Regions from separate parts of the Sus scrofa genome. Here all the other regions are linked to region 2. Evidence: chromatin contacts called from public Hi-C data. All regions are on one chromosome and are shown on one strand. Each heading gives the region's core, a stretch centred on a gene start, on an enhancer-like site or on the middle of the called end of the contact. The rest is flanking DNA. Distances are from core to core; before and after follow the strand shown.

Region 1 (2,700 bases), core at 81-2,580, 270 kb after region 2:
TGGTTGGCCTCGAGGTTTCACGGTGTAAATATTAGGAATATGGCCAAAAAAGGCTCCTTGTTGTTCTTCTGGCCTTAGGAGGGGATGAATTTAGAAACCAGTGAAGAATATCTGGAATTCTGTATGTCTTTTTCATTAAGCAGTTTCTCATTTCTTTAGGAGCCCAGAGGCCCTGAAAAAGATTTTCACAACAGTATCATCCCTTTGAAAAAAAGAAACTTCGATGTTGAGAGTAGTTTGATTCTCACCACTTGCAAGGAAGATGGGGAAGAAGCAGAGGCACCTCAAGACATCAGAGCCTGTCCCAGTCCCGCAGCTACTGGTCACCATCCCGGATTCTGCAGGTGACCTGGTTATTGCAATCTTCAGGTGACCCTGTGGCCCCTTGTCCCTTGCTCCTGAAACTCCTAAAGCGAAGACCTAAATCCAGAGATACTTACATTCTTTACTGAGTTGAGAAGAGAGGATTTGGAATACAAGTTCGTAAATCTTCCAGAGCTGTATGTTTCAGCCCCAAATGCCTCTTTGAATGTGCATATTTGCTAATTAAAAGGAAATAAAATTAAAAACCTAGGCCCTCCGTTTCCTTTGTCACAGTTCAAATGCTCAATGGCTGCATGTGGCCAGGGGTCCCATCCTGGGCAGCCCAGAGGTAGAAGGTGTTATCATTCCAGAAAGAGCTATTCCACAGTGCTAGAGCCGTTTTCTCCCTCCCTAGGGATTTGCAAAACAGCAGCATCACTGCATGTCAACTATTCCTTACGATTCCAAAGGGGCGTTCTTTCCGGAGGAGGGGATTTGTGACAGGGGCTCTCAGTGGTGACCCACCCCTGGGCCCACCGGTGTGGGCACCTGCACCTTTGCACCTGGAGCCTCTCGTGCAGTGGCAGAGCCCTGCGATCCACACAGTCAGCCAGCGGCAACCTTGAGTGCCCCAAAGAACTGTTGCCCTGAAACTGTTTGCTTTGTAAGTGGAGCTCCCCTTCCACCATGGCCCATGGCAAGCGGCCCCAAGATGTACCCCACACAGAAGGAGCAAGGGCTCATGGGTGTCTGAAAGGCTCAGCTTGCTCTACATTTGCTACTTTTTATATCGATTTAGAGACAGTCAAGTGTCCAAACAGGGTATCAGGTGCTATGTCATGTCTAACTTCCCAAGGAGGTTCTCTGGGCACGTAAAGATAGACAAACAAAATGCTCTCACTATTGCCTCGCGGTGTCCCCGAAGCCAGCTGACCTTGACTTTTCTTCATTCTCTGCTTCTCTTGGAGGTTTTGGCCGGGGGACAGATCCCTCCTGGCTGCACCCGTGTGGTGCCTTTGAAGCTTAGAACAATCTTTTTTTTTTTTTTCCCTGGTCCCAAAATAGTGCCTCTGTGATTACTCCTGATGCCGTGCTGTCATTAACCCAGGTTTCTGGCTCTGCTTCTTCTTCTCCAGATCACGGCTGGCACACAGAACATTGTGTCTTTTTTTGCCCCTAATTTCACACTTTTGCCCATGTTCTTTGTTCATAATCATAACCACCCTCGTCCTCCATTGCGCTCTTGCCGGGCACCACAAAGAGTGGTGAGGCTTGACAGGTGCCATTTAAAATTAATCTCACCACCTCCACAGCCGCCACCTTGCTCCAGGCCACCATCATCCCAGGACCACTGAAAAGCTTCCTCTCAGGCCTCCTTTCTTTTGCCCTTGCGCCTTTAAGCCCCCTCTCCACCAAGCAGCCAGAAATCGGAGTTAGATCACATGATTCCTCACGCCCTCTTCTGACACAGATCAAGGTCAAAGTCTCTATAATGGTCTACAACACCTGGAGGCATCTGCCCTCCAGCCGTGTCACAGCACATCCTCTCACTCAGCTTTTCTCGCTCTGATCCAGCCACGGTGGCCTCAGGGCCTTTGCACTGGGTGCTCTCTCTGCCAGGTATCCACATGGCTTGCTCTCTCTCCTCCTTCAAGTCTTTCTTTATTCAAGGATCACTTTCCCAGTGAGGGCTGCCCAGTCACTCTATTTAAAATCTCTCTCTCTCTCACACACACACTTTATCTCCACTGCACTATAACAGCATTGACATGGGAGTTACCATTCTGGCTCAGTGGTTAAAGAACCCGACTAGGAACCATGACGTTGCAGGTTTAATCCCTGGCCTCGCTCAGTGGGTTAAGGATCCAGTGTTGCCATGAGCTGTGAGGTAGGCTGGTGGCTTCAGCTCTGATTGGACCCCTAGCCTGGGAACCTCCATATGGCACAGGTGCGGCCCTAAAAAAAAAAAAGAAAAAAAAGAAAAACCCCCAAACCACCACTGACATCATTAACAGGTCATGAATATTACTTACTTATTTGCTTATTGTCATGAATCTTCCCCCACCAAGAATCGAAGCTCCATGGAAACAGGGATTTTTGTCTGTTTTGTTTGCCTGCACCTATTCCCGGCGCCTAGCACAGGCACCTGGCACATAGTAAGGTACTCAAGTATTTTTTTGAATGAGTGGATGGATTTGCATATCTCCTCAGATTATGATTAATTCCTGTTTCATGGGTAGGGACAGTGAAAGTGAAGCAATGCCACAACATGCGTTTCCTGCCATGATGATGACTCACATGCTGTCCCTGTCGTCTGAAGGGGCCCTCCGACCCTGATGCTGCAGCTAGCCCCCGCCCATAGTGTCTCCAGGCAGGAGACTTCCAGCGTGTGCCAGC
Region 2 (2,700 bases), core at 18-2,517:
AAGTAGTGAGCTAATGTGTGATGATACCCCTTCAACAACTTGACATATCAGAAACTGAAAAACACGTCATTGCCCTCCATCCTTCTCAGATGTTAATCTATTTCATGTTTGCACAAGAAAATAATTTTTAAAATTGGGAAAAACTCTTTTTTTTTTTTTTTTGCTATTTCTTGGGCCGCTCCTGCGACATATGGAGGTTCCCAGGCTAGGGGTCTAATCGGAGCTGTGGCCGCCAGCCTACGCCAGAGCCACAGCAACGCAGGATCCGAGCCGCGTCTGCAACCTACACCACAGCTCACGGCAATGCCGGATCGCTAACCCACTGAACAAGGGCAGGGACCAAACCCGCAACCTCATGGTTCCTAGTCGGATTCGTTAACCACTGCACCACGACGGGAACTCCCGAAAAACTCTTTAAAATAGTTGTCATAACTATAGCTCTGGAAATGTTTTCAGGAAATTTATTTACCTTGCTATCTAATATAATATTAGTACTTGGTAGTCTAATTTAATATTATGTTAAAATAATGTGTAATGTTATGTTAAAAGTATCCAAAGATACTTTGGACTTAATACTAACAACACTAAAGAAATAGCAGTCCGGCCTGTAACCAGTAACCTTCAAGTGTTTTCAGTATTAAGGTCCTAATAGGGTGTGTAAGTCCTATAGGTAATTCTTGATACCAGAAATATTTGAGAATATTAGTTGACTGTATAACTTTTTATTCTAAAAGGAGTAATCATCCTTTAAAGGAAGAGAAAATTTGTATGAAAAACTTAGTCTATAAAATCACTGGAAATTTGGTTTATTTTTCTCTGAAATTGGAATGCCTAGTTATGGTAATAGTGTATTTCCTAAATCCTACGATACATTCTTCTTCTACATTTTAAACATATCTAAAATAGGAATAAATCTTGATGGAATTTTTTAGCTTATCTGGCAGCATTTTTTTCTAGTGATAAGAGAAATAATATCTTAAAACTAATAGCATGCTGAAAGAAAATTCACTTTAATGTTTCTATCTCATTTATTAACTTTTTATTTGGCGACTTTGAAGCATTTAGAATATTCTGGTAAAGTTATTCTTCAGGGTTGCCATTTTGGTAGAAATTTCCAAATGATAGGCAATCAGTGCTTTGTATAGAGATTTTAGATATCTGATTGACTCTGCTGGTTTACAGACAAACACGTTTTTAGAGTGCCTTATATATTCTTGGCCTTGAACCATGTACTGATTGTGTAACGTAAGCAGCAGCAGCAGCACAGCTGACTCAGAAAGTGGGGTCGAGCTGCTGGTCAGAGCGGCAGAGAGGCCGTGGGTACAGTGTGGTACAGGGCCCTGTTCACCTGAAACCCAGGAGCTCAGGCAGTGATGTTGAAAACAGTTTTGTAGTGATCACATTCCATATCAAGATCTGTTTAAAATACCGTATTTAAAATCATTTACTCTAAAGTGAAAGTAGAAATAAAATTAGATTATTTGTGACATTTGAGAAAATATTTGCATTAATACCACTCTTGTGTATTGTTATCATTGAGAGTTAGCTTAAATCAGGGGTCCACAAACTTTTTCTACAAAGGGCCCACAACTATTGTAGGCTTTGTGGACTAGATAGTCAGTTAAAACTACTCAGCTCTGACATTGTAGCATGAAAGCAGCTGTAGGCAATACTTAAATGAGTGGGTGAATGGACATGACTGCATTTTAATAAAACTTTATGTTATCAGTGAAATACAGGTTTTTATGATTATAGTAATACTATAGTAAATCTTGTGCATATGTCTTTTTGCTTGAATATGTTTCAGCTAATGGTAAATTAGAGACTGTTAGAGCCATAGCCTTCTATTTCTTTTAAAACCCCTCATTGTCTCTTCTAGTTGTTTTGTAGTTATGAGGAGAAAAATTTTTAATATATCTAATCACTGGAATTTTAACCTATTGCTTGTTAATTTCTCTTCTTAATTGATGTACAGTAGTAGTATAATAATGCTATTAATAATTTCTTTCACTTTAAAAAACACCTACTATATATTCTAGGCATTGTTCCACTGTTTTCTGTGTTTTAATTAATTCTTAAATGATTTAAATGCCTGTTAAGTGTTATAAGTTAGGTATTATTATATTCAGTCAGTAGAGGCTCAAACAGGTTACCTCTTCCCAGTTTTCTTGGTAAGTAGTAAAGCTGGTATTTAACCTCAGGACTCTCTTATGCTGTAGGTAGTAGCCTTTCTCTTTCTACTATATTTTGTGACCTTTGTGTGTTTTCTCCCTAAGAACTTTTTCAACTACTGTTACATTCATATTTCGGAGGGTAAGCCTGGGAACCCATCAGAGTTGACATTGTTTCTTTGACAAAATACATTCAAAGATTCAAATAATTGACTTACAGATAACTTTGGCACTATGGCACATTTATAAATTTGGGATTTTTTTTGTGTATAACTGCTTTTAAGAGGCTTCATTTGTGAAGTTATCCAACAGTTTATGACTCTTATTAAAATAATGAGACAGACTTCATTCAAGGGGACTGTCACATAGGGATAAGCACTACTCCAAGGGGGTTTTACAGCGGTGGAAATTAGATTGGGCTCATCAAAGAAAAGTGGGGATTTATAGCCAAGGAGCAGTGTGAGGGTCAGCGGGTGAAAAATCACTAAGAGGCAACATCAGGGGTGTAAAGGAGAGATTCCGGTGTAGC
Region 3 (2,702 bases), core at 29-2,528, 420 kb after region 2:
TGTGCCTTGGGTGGTTATCTCTGGCCGGAACAAACAGACCCCAGAGGCTGGTCACACCTAGTTGGCAGCCGGCTGTTCATCCTGAGCTGCTTCCCGCAATTCTAAGCATCCAGAAAGAGTCAAGGGCACAGGGTGCCAGGAGGAGGGTGGCAAACAGTCTGAATGGCAGCTGAGGTGCAAAACAAAAATGAAAGCTGTTTATTCCATAATTTGTGCCATGGGGGGGGATAATGGCATGGCCAACCATTGATGCCAAGTGTTGTGGTTAAAAATACATTCACCGAGTGCCCACTAGATACTGTGTTACTCGCTGGGAGGAAACAAAAGGTACACCAGACATGATCCTTGTCCGTAGGCAGCCCCCCATCTGGAGAGGGAGGAAGGCACAGGGCACGTGCATTGGGAATTAGCTATCCCTGCGGGGTATAAAATACAGTGGCATCACTGAGAGGAAACACTCTGGAGTAGAGTTCAAATCCCAGTCTGCTTGCACTAGCTGCGACCTGACAGACGCGACTTACTGTCTCATTTGCAAAACACAAGTGATTAGAGTACTTATGATCTCTTGCTCTGAGATCAGAATGTGCTGACAATTGAGACAGATTGAGGTTAATGTGTAGCAAACAGGAAGGATGGGTAAATAAGTTCTGGGTAGAGGTAAGGAACCAGGGCTGTGAGCATGGTATTGAACGTGGCTTAAGTACCTTCTGATACACATGTACACATATCAAGGTCGTGCCCAGCTTCGGTCCACCTGTGATGCTGGGACCCATCTACTTCTCAACTGCTCTACTAGAAAGTTCTTTGATTATCCTACTGAATGCTGTGTGCTATTGTAAGACCCCTTCTCTGGGTGAAGGGAATCAGATCTTTCAAACTCAGATCCGCAGCCTTAGGTGGAGCTGGGTGGCAAAGCTTGCCTTTTCTGTCCCCTAGAATGAGGACATGCACCTGCCAATCAGGGTGTGCCTCCTTTGCCATCAGCAGTGTCCTACTCCAGCTCCCCTGTCTGCCCAGGGGCCACCTCCCTTCCCTCTCCATCTATAAAACCTTGAACTGCACCCCCAGCCAGGTTGCCTCCAGATTTCCCTAGAAATTTCTCTGAGTCCTGGAACGCATGCACGGCAATCCTTGTATTTCCAACCATCCTGGCCAGGTAAGCATGTTGCCTGTCGAACAAAAATAAATGCAGATCTGCAGACCAGCACATGACGTTCTTTATTGTCCCAGCCCTGTCCCCTGCAAGGCATTCGTGACACTTGGCTGGCAGGACCCAGAGCCAGCCAACTGCCACAGATAGAGGTGACTCCAGAATGTCAGCTGTACAGCAGACAGGGTATTTATGGCACAAAGGCTCTGCAGAAGAAAGAGAGAAGGGGAGGGGCAGGGACAGGCCATAAAAGAGGAAGAGGGAAAGTCCTAAAAGTTTCTCTGCGGGCCAGGGCCTGCCTCCCCCCAACCCCTGATTCTGCCCCTATCACCATCAAGGGCCCCAGTGTCCAGATCACCCAGGAGCCCAGGGACCCAGAGCACTCACTCTCCCCTAAGAATTGCCAGGGAAGTTCTCTGGTGGCACAGTGGGTTAAGGATCCAGCATTGTCACTGCTGTGGTACAGGTTTGATCCCTGACCCCAGGAACTTCCACATGCCATAGATACAGCCAAAGGGGAAAGAAAAGCAACAACAACAAAAACAACCTCTCCAAAAGCAGGGTAAAATCACAAATCTTAAAAAAATAAATAAATAAATAAATTTTAAAAAGGATTTGCCAGGAGAGAGAAAATGATCTGTCTGTGGAAAATCCCAGTTTTCTGCCCCAAAGGCGCTCTTTTGGGCATTTCACATTTCAGGTAAAGGTGGACATTCAGAGGATCTCTCACTGCCTCCACGGCCAAAGACAGTTGCCTGGGGATGGGCACACATCCCCCTCCCATTGGGAAGCATGATTTTTGTGTCAAGGTACCAGGGCCTTCTTGGGGAGCTAGTGGAATGCTGCCCCTCTCCCTGTGCAGACCCTCCTAAGGCCCCATGCGGTCTGCTGGCTCCCCACCCTCACCCATCTGCTAGGCTGGCCTGGGGCCCACTTACAAGTTGGTGTGACCCTTGGCCTCAGGCACACATCCAAGGCCACATGGGCTTAGGTGGCGGGTCTGAGTAAGGCCGGAGGTACCATCTGTCCCGCAGGAAGACCGTCTCCCCCGTCAGCCCTAAAGCCTTGGCTGCATATTTCAATCACAGCTGGTAGCTGCTATTTGCCAAAATGAAAGCTACCTGAGCAGTAAGGCAAGGACGCCACATGCTTCGGGGACAACTTAACATTGGACCTGGAAGCTTCAAGGCACAGGAAGATCTCTGAGAAAATACGGTAACAGCAAAATTAATGAAATTAGAACATTACTCGCAAATAAAGAATTGCCGAGACACCCTAAAAACCCAGAAAGATTCCTAAACTTAAGGGTTTAGTCGAAAATCAAAACCACTCAAAGGGCTTTTAAATTCTTCTTCATGGATGATCTATCTGCATTGAAGCCACATGTCTCACCTTTCATCATCTCAGAACCTGCCAAGAATTTTCCTAGAGAAATCGGAAACTCCAATAATCCAGGCAATGTTTGGAAGGCATGGAAGGGAAGCGTCCACCCCCGGGAAGTCACACCTCCACCATCAATGTCTTGTGCCCTGGCCTCTTGCATCCACGCTGC

What was found. Hi-C and Micro-C count contacts between places; a contact is called where the count stands out from the background.
Region 1: a Hi-C map of heart right ventricle shows a contact between it and region 2, with 4 times the contacts expected there. The contact joins two enhancer-like sites. A contact is called at or near these places in 2 of 47 Hi-C or Micro-C datasets (embryonic fibroblasts and heart right ventricle).
Region 3: a contact with region 2 is called in a Hi-C map of heart right ventricle, with 4 times the contacts expected there. The contact joins two enhancer-like sites. A contact is called at or near these places in 3 of 47 Hi-C or Micro-C datasets (epiblast stem cells, fetal heart ventricle and heart right ventricle) and 1 of 2 datasets of contacts at active chromatin or transcription factors (skeletal muscle).

Annotation. Positions count from the first base shown.
Region 1 is chr8:76,914,756-76,917,455 of Sscrofa11.1, forward strand. No RefSeq gene overlaps it. Among named protein-coding and RNA genes, the nearest start is that of GATB, 310 kb to the right of the region's middle. Within about 2 kb of position 1,331, at least 5 of the 83 cell types and tissues checked have an H3K27ac peak or open chromatin away from gene starts, as enhancers often do.
Region 2 is chr8:76,640,019-76,642,718 of Sscrofa11.1, forward strand. The region is part of intron 2 of FBXW7 (F-box/WD repeat-containing protein 7); the gene reads left to right. Among named protein-coding and RNA genes, the nearest start is that of FBXW7, 160 kb to the left of the region's middle. Within about 2 kb of position 1,268, at least 6 of the 83 cell types and tissues checked have an H3K27ac peak or open chromatin away from gene starts, as enhancers often do.
Region 3 is chr8:77,058,258-77,060,959 of Sscrofa11.1, forward strand. No RefSeq gene overlaps it. Among named protein-coding and RNA genes, the nearest start is that of GATB, 160 kb to the right of the region's middle. Within about 2 kb of position 1,279, at least 4 of the 83 cell types and tissues checked have an H3K27ac peak or open chromatin away from gene starts, as enhancers often do.